Regions from separate parts of the Mus musculus genome. Here region 1 is linked to region 2. Evidence: chromatin contacts called from public HiChIP or PLAC-seq data. All regions are on one chromosome and are shown on one strand. The core of a region is the stretch at or near the end of the contact, and the rest is flanking DNA. Distances in the headings are between cores, read along the strand shown. Region 1 overlaps Utrn (utrophin). Region 2 holds the start of Epm2a (epilepsy, progressive myoclonic epilepsy, type 2 gene alpha).

Region 1 (4,263 bases), core at 1,450-3,949, 1.1 Mb after region 2:
GGCAGGCGACACTTTGCTACAGGGCACTAAAGATTGATTAGAAGAATAAACATGTGCACTACCTCAATAGATACAGGGGCACCAGAACTAATAAGGCACCCCCAACTGCCACCTAATATCTCCACCTCCCTCTCATCCTCAAATAAGGGAACGGGGACCACCCATCAACACTGCTGGAAGCCATCTCCTTTTGCCTTGTCCCTGGGACGCAAAACAAACAAACAAAACAAAACACACACATACACATACACAGCCTTCCCCTTTAAAGGGACTCAGTGTGTCCTGTGGGCCTCTACTTACAAATCAGGAGCTCAGAGATATAATCTGTCCTTTGGACAAGGGAAAAGGAGGAAATGTGTTGTAGGGAGAGATGTAGAGGGTAACATATTTTTCTTGTACTGGGCATTAAACCATTGCTATAGATTCAATTGGTTCTAGTTTGAACTTTCAAGAATCCTTAAAAATAAGTTGTCCTTATCACTTAAGCTGTTGCTGGTAGAGAAACACCTTCACGAGCTTCCCCTTTGTTGTCTGGCTGGGTATTAGGGTTTCCTATAATAGCCCAGCTTCCCTACCCTTGGTTAGGGAAAAACAACACTGCCATCCTCACTATTTGTTATTGTATGCTCTATACCACACACACACACACACACACACACACACACACACTCCAAAGTATAAGCTGCTAAATGTTTGTTTGTATGTATGTTTGTAAGGCCCTAGGCAACCAATTGGTATTCTCTTCACTGGGGAAGGCCACCTCGCCTACTCCCAGCCGTCTTCAGTCGCCTATAGTTTTTTGTCCAGTGTTGAGGACCTGTGGATTTTCCTCCAGTCAGGCTGGCATCCACTGATGTCATCCTTGCGCTCCTGTTTGGGCAGATAGGTCAGTGAGACTTTATGGGTGTAGCTTCCAATGTTACTAGGAAACACAGTCTCAGAGTAAACTCCCTGATCCCCTCTGGCTCTTACAATCTTTCCACCACCTCTTCTGCAATATTCCCTGAGTCTTAGGTGAGGGAGTGTTTGTAGATGTAGCCATTAGGACCAGGCTCCACAACTCAGCATTTTGATTAAACCTGTTTTTCTTTATGACCTTATTTATTCCTCTCTGGCATTTGTTAGTGCACCAGGCACCCAACTATCACAGGCAGTAACAGAGTCATGCCAGATAGACATGTTCTCACAGTTCACATCTACATCCTGATGCTCTTCAAAGACATGCCTCTCACTACCATGAACTTCAAAACGCTAATGAAGGGCCATCTCGATCTGTATCCTATATTTTTAATTCACCTATACAATTAAGATATAACCCCAAAATAAGTTTCACCTCTCCTTAAGTCTCTTGCTGCACTCCAGCATTACATGTACGAAAATGCAAGCTTAAAATTTCTACTTGAATACTATTTTCTGACAGCTAAATTAATTCACTCACTTTGCCCCAGGAAATTCTAATAGCGTGACAATAATGCTAAGTAGGTTTTAAACATTTTTTTCTACTTATATGTACAGACATGCAAGAGGAAATACACATTAAAAGTTCTTTCATTCATCATTTACTTGCTTATGAATTTACCCAAGGATTGACTCTTGTTTTCGTAACAATTCTAAGTGAAAACTGGCACTCTAAACTCTACCTCCCAAGTTTAATGTTCCTTTTTCTATGGGGAAATAAACTGGAAAGTTGCATAACAGAGTAAACAATGAAAAACTGCCAGATTAGTGAATTTTATAGAACCCGGAGACTTTGCTCTAAATTGTGAATACCATAAAAGACATTTAACGCTAAATCTGTATGTATTTAAGAAAATGACCCATTTCCAGGTGGGTAGCCATGGAGGATCTGAGGCACAAAGTACAAACAAAACAAAGCAAAAGACAAGAAAGCAAGAAGAGGAGCTCTTGGTAGGAGGGGGGATTAATGGAGGTGGGAAAAGGACAGGAGAGAGTGAGGAGATGAGCAGTTACCAGAATGTATGTATGAAACTGCCAAGTAATAATTACTAAAAAGAGAAAAGAAAATCTGATATTTACTAAGATATAGAAAACATTATAGGAAGCTTAACCTTTAAACATTAAAGAATTAAAGAATTGCCAGTGCTGTTTTATATATTATTTTTCCAGTGTTGGTTATGAGCAAGCAATAAGATGTCGGATAGGCCAACTTTGCTCCCACGTGTTTTCTCTCCATGAGAATTGACTGACTGAGCAAGAACACTCTTCCACTGTGCCGCAACATAAACTCCAGGGGTTAGACAAGGTCCAACTGCTTAATTCTTCGTCATCTATTACTGATGTATACAAATGGAAATTCTTCAGCTAATGGAAGTGTGTGTGTGTGTGTGTGTGTGTGTGTGTGTGTGTGTGTGTGTGTGTGAAATGAACTGTAGATGTCTTCCCGACCCCCACAAAAACAAAACAAAGGAAAAGAGTAAGCCATTTCCAATTTTCTCTATCTAGTGAAAACAAATTCTGTTTTACTAGATCGCGTTTACATTTTAAAATATCTGATTATAGAGGAGTCTAGGTCAAACTATCCATGAATTCATTTTAATCAATCTTTATGGATTTCTAAACTTGGGACTGTATGTATACTCATTTTTTAATGCTACCACACAAAAAGCTTCCAAAGGCTAGCATTGAGCACGGCATGGATGCTTCTGGGAGGTCTATAAGGACCACACCCCTTCTTTCCCAGCTTCTTCCAATTGTCTCTATTCCCAGAAGGACATTCCACTTCCTCCATTTTCAAAGTTGCATCTGTATTTCCCTCTTCCAGTCTGGCTTCTCCTCAGCTGCTTTCTTCCTTTTAAAAGGCTCACATGATTTCACTGACATCAGGATAATCTGCCTATGGTAGCCTACAACCTGGAGACTGTTGCTAAATGTTGTTGTCAACACTGTTATGTATAAAGAGAACTGAGTCAAAGTCCCAGGGGTTAGGATTGGACTTCTTTAAGGGGAGGGCTTATTCTGTCTCAGATTTATAACTAAAGCCTTATTATTTGATTCAGGTAAATATTTACCCAAGCAGACTAAAGCTCTTCAATACCATTGCTAAAGTTATTATTAATTGAAATTAAAATGTAAAACAGCTAAGAAATTTTAAAATTTTAATTAGATGGCCACAACTGCTTTCAACCAAGACAAATCATCTCACCCAGTCTTGGAGTCCTTTCCATTCCTGTCTGTAGAAATGACACACTCATCAATTGCCTTGATGCCTCATTCTAGAATCCATCACAACTCAATATACCAAATGCTGTCTATGAACAAAAGAGTTCAATTCTCACAAGACAATGTAACACATACTGCTTATATTTTTATAGATGATGACCAGTTTGTTTTAAAAATAAGAATGGATTTCAGGATAGAAGGAAGGGCATATTAAAATGTCCTATTCAACAAATATTGGTTTCACAAGCTTTTTCCAAACAAAGATCCGAAAGTCAATTAATATTGAAATAGGATTTTTAAGAGAACACACTTTGATTTTCAAGAGACCACAGTTAGTTTCAGACACCATACAAAGAGATCTTGGCACAGAGACTTTTTTTTATTCAACTCACCCAAGGCCACACAGCTAATGTGAGCCACAGCTGTCTTTTGATACTCAGTGTGCACTCTCAGAATTACAATCTAGTTCTCCTAATACATAATAGGGTCGATGACAATGCTTAGTGCTGGATTGCGTTGTAAAGCAACTGCTTCACTAACCTCCCCTTCCAGAGATAACAGAGGAGTGCTTCATCATTCTTTTCTGGGACAAAGTATACAGTAAGTAAAGGACCAGCATCCTGAGATGGTGTGCAAACTAGATAAGGGTCAGAATATGTCACATAAGAAGTAACAGGAGAGAGAAACTAGGCTGAAAAAACCTTATGATGAGGAGAAAGAGGAAGATGAAGATGATGATAAAATAGCAACTCAGTGACCTGTCCCCAAGGCCAGAAAGACCTAAGGAAGGACAACTCGCTGATCTTAAAATTAATTTCTTCCCATTATTATCATGCACATCTTCCTCTTGGTAAGCGGATTGAATTCTGGATTAAAACGTCCAGGGAGCTGGGTTTGTGCCGCAGACCCTCTGGGTCCGGTACACAGCTTTATTCCCAGCACTTGGAAGGCAAAGGCTGGGGGTGGGGGTGGGGGTGGGGATCTCCCTGCGTTCAAGGCCAACCTAGCTTCATAATAAGTTCCAGGCCAGCCAGGACTACATAGGGAGACCCTGTCTCAGAACAAACAAACAAACAAAAATGA
Region 2 (3,629 bases), core at 1,074-3,573:
ACCAGCTGCAGGTGATGATGTGCAGGATAGGGCAGGATAGGGGGGCCTCTCAGCAAGTAGCAGTATCTTGAAGAGGAACAGTGACAGTGGCTCAACAATAGAGTGATCTAGGGAAGAAGGCTCCACCCTAGATAATCTCCTTAGTGGCAGCAAGGTCAAGTTCTGGCTCAGCCTGCTTCAGGCTTGAGGGAGGCTACATATTTGGAGTTCTGTAGGCTTCTTGTTCATGGACATCTATTTCTTTAGGTCAGGGAAGTTTTCTTCTATAATTTTGTTGAAGATATTTACTGGCCCTTTTAAGTTGAAAATCTTCATTCTCATCTATACCTCTTATCCTTAGGTTTGGTCTTCTCTTTGTGTCCTGGATTTCGTGGATGTTTTGAGTTAGGATCTTTTTGCATTTTCTTTGATTGTTGTGTCTATGTTTTCTATGGAATCTTCTGCACCTGTGAGTCTCTCTTCCATCTCTTGTATTCTGTTGCTGATGGTTCTTGATTTCTTTTCTAGAATTTCTATCTCTAGAGTTGTCTCCCTTTGGGTTTTCTTCATTGTTTCTACTTCTATTTTTAGATCTTGAATAGTTTTGTTCAGTTCCATCACTGTTTGGTTGTGTTTTCCTGTAATTCTTTAAGGGATTTTTGTGTTTCCTGTTTAAGGACCTGTTTAGCAGTGTTTTCCTGTATTTTTTTCAGGGATTTTTGTGCTTCCTCTTTAAGGACTTCTACCTGTTTAGCAGTGTACTCTTGTATTTCTTTAAGTGAGTTATTAAGGCCCTTCTTAAAATCCTCTACCAGCATCATGAGATATGATTTTAAATCTGAATCTTGTTTTCGCATGTGTTGGGGTATCCAGGACTTGCTGTGGTGGGAGTACTGGGTTCTGATGATGCCAAGTGTTCTTGTTTCTGTTAGTAAGATTCTTATGTTTGTCTTTCGCCATCTGATAATCTCTGGTGTTAGATGTTCTAGCTGTGTCTTGCTGGAGTTTTTTCCTCCTGTGATTCTGTTAGCCTCTGTCAGCACTCCTGGGAGTCCAACTCTTCTCCTGAGGTTAGAGCACTCTGCAAGCAAGCTTTTCTCTTGCAGGGAAGATGCACAGAGGTCTGGAGTTCAGCTCTGCCTCCTGGCTAAGGATGAGGCATGAAGGGGCCCTGTCTAAGAAGCTCTGTTGCTTTTGAGGCCCTCCTGTTTTCCTGCTCAGACTGGTCTCTGAGATACCAGGGATACAAGTTGGCTTTCTCACCTTCGAGTCATGGGGTCAGGGCCCTCTCTGGTTGCTGACTCTCCTCAGTGATCCTAAGATCCTGGGTGTGCTAGGGCACCTGCATCATGGAGAGTTCTCTGGGGACCTTGGGAAGGTCTGCGGAGTTCGTGCCCAAGGTGGCCTGGGGCTCGCACTGACCAGAACGAACCCCAGCCACTCCAGACATTTCTTTATTCATATTAATAACAAGTTGAAGCAGCCTCCTCTGCTCCCAGAGGCCAAATAATGACACAGTTGTTTCTTGACCTAAAGTGCTAATATTTGCAAGAAGCAACTTTTATTTATTTTTCTGTTTTTTTTCCCCAAGAAGAAAATTTAAATAGGTTTTTATCACACACACACACACACACACGCACACACACACACATACACACACACAGTAGCTGGGCACTGGTGATGCAGGTTTGTAATCCAAGGAGCAGAGGCAGGAGAATCTCAAGAGTTTGTGGCCAGTCTGATTTCCACAGTGAGACCTTGTTTCTAAACTTTGTCATCTCACAAACAAGGTTTTCTCTTTTTTTTGATCTTGAGATCAACTTATACACGCTAAAAAGAGGAGGCTGAAATTTTGTTTTTCTCTTTAGTCCCTTTAGGCAAGGGAAAGTATTTTGTGTGTTTGATGAACGCTGGGTTTTTGTGTATTGAGTGGAGGGTCTCTAAAGAACATTATTCATATGTATTATTCCCACGTTATAATCAGAGGCCCATAAGGACTAAATGTTGGGGTGCTTGAATGAGGGTTACAGGTAAATCTTGGATCGGCAACTTCACTGAGGCTGGAGGTTCAGGCTAGACAACTCTTTCTTCCTTTGTTGACTTAGTAAAAGTGATTTCAGATCTCTGGGAAGACGACAGGACAATGTCGGGGTGTCGTTTTCCTCCCTCCTAGGTCCAGTGTGGGTCTCAGCCTCTCGCGAGCCCCGAATGCCCGCTTCCTGCGGCTGCAGCTCCACGGCGCCTGGGAACCCTGATCCCACGGCCGCGTGACCGGGCCACAAACGCGCGGCGCTGCACGTCTCGCGCCGCCCCGGAGCTCGCGCCGCCGCCGCTGCCGCTCGCCAGGCTCCCAGGACTCGGGCCACCGCCATGCTCTTCCGCTTCGGCGTGGTGGTGCCGCCCGCGGTGGCCGGCGCTCGGCAGGAGCTGCTGCTCGCCGGCTCGCGGCCCGAGTTAGGGCGCTGGGAGCCGCACGGCGCCGTGCGTCTCAGGCCCGCGGGTACCGCGGCGGGCGCCGCTGCGCTGGCGCTGCAGGAGCCCGGCCTGTGGCTCGCCGAGGTGGAGCTGGAGGCGTACGAGGAGGCCGGCGGGGCGGAGCCGGGCCGCGTTGACACGTTCTGGTACAAGTTCCTGCAGCGCGAGCCTGGAGGCGAGCTGCACTGGGAAGGTACTGCGCTCCCCGGCCCGAGGCCCGCACCCCGCAGCTCCCCGTGCACCCCGGCCGCGGCCTCGGGGGCGCGCAGCCCGCAGCTCGCGCGCCCCCGCAGCTCCCCGTGCACTTAACTGTTGGCCACCGCTCGCCCACCATCTTGACCCTACCCGGTTGCACAGCGATGCCCTGGTCCGGATCAAGACCCAGTTCCGAGGGTCTCCTGCCTTAGGCCTCTCTCTAATCCACTCCGAAGTGGCCCACCCCACACTACAAGGGGCCGCTTGCTGGAGGGAATTTTCCCTTAGATTTTTGAGACCGAATCGTGGGAAATAGCAAGCTCCTCCCCCAAAGTCAGGTCACCGCGATAGAAGACAATTGAGACATGACTTGATTTCTTAAAATATGTAAAGAGTAATATCGGTTGTAAAGAAATAATAAAAGTAAATAGCCACTTGTGATAGCACAAATCTGTAATCTCAGTACTTGGGAGGTTGAGGCAGGAGGATTGCTGGGAGTTCCCAGCCAGCCAAGGCTACAAAGTGAGAACTTGTTCCACAAAAATATTATAATAAGAATATATGATTGAAAGCAGCATTTCCACCATACAAAACCTAAACATATTGCCTGCATGCGCGCGTGTGTGTGTAACTGTTTGAACAAATATTGTACAATATATAATTTTGAGTATTTATTTTTTCTTTAACAATATTAATATAGCTCAGACTTATTTGCATACAGGTGTGTTTTACTTTTTAAGTGAAAAAAAAAAATACTGTGCAGCTGTTACTGTGCATTAAGGTTCCTTTTGGTTTTCGAGATTCTTGGATTGGAATCCAAGTGCGGTTTTCTTTCTAGCATTTGGAAATGTTTCTGTACAATGGATTTGGACAAGCCAAAATGTCGCCACTTTACGTTTCAGTAAGGAATGTGTTGAAAAATCCGTAGCAGCGTGTCCACCGACCACGCTGGGTGGATCGAGACAGCCTTTTCTGTGAAG

The links. HiChIP or PLAC-seq counts read pairs in DNA pulled down with a chosen protein or histone mark.
Region 1: a contact with region 2 is called in an H3K27ac HiChIP or PLAC-seq map of embryonic stem cells, with 3 times the contacts expected there. The contact joins the enhancer-like site here to the promoter of Epm2a in region 2. A contact is called at or near these places in 4 of 39 promoter capture datasets (cranial neural crest, hippocampal neurons, liver and 1 more) and 1 of 115 datasets of contacts at active chromatin or transcription factors (embryonic stem cells).

Annotation. Positions count from the first base shown.
Region 1 is chr10:12,470,907-12,475,169 of GRCm38.p6, forward strand. All of the region lies in intron 57 of Utrn (utrophin), which reads right to left. Among named protein-coding and RNA genes, the nearest start is that of Gm25139, 100 kb to the left of the region's middle. Within about 2 kb of position 2,700, at least 2 of the 459 cell types and tissues checked have an H3K27ac peak or open chromatin away from gene starts, as enhancers often do. A contact at or near this core is called in embryonic stem cells, where this site is marked.
Region 2 is chr10:11,341,122-11,344,750 of GRCm38.p6, forward strand. Epm2a (epilepsy, progressive myoclonic epilepsy, type 2 gene alpha) reads left to right here and starts at 2,324. Exons shown (of 4, transcript NM_010146.2): 1 at 2,324-2,647. The coding sequence starts at 2,350.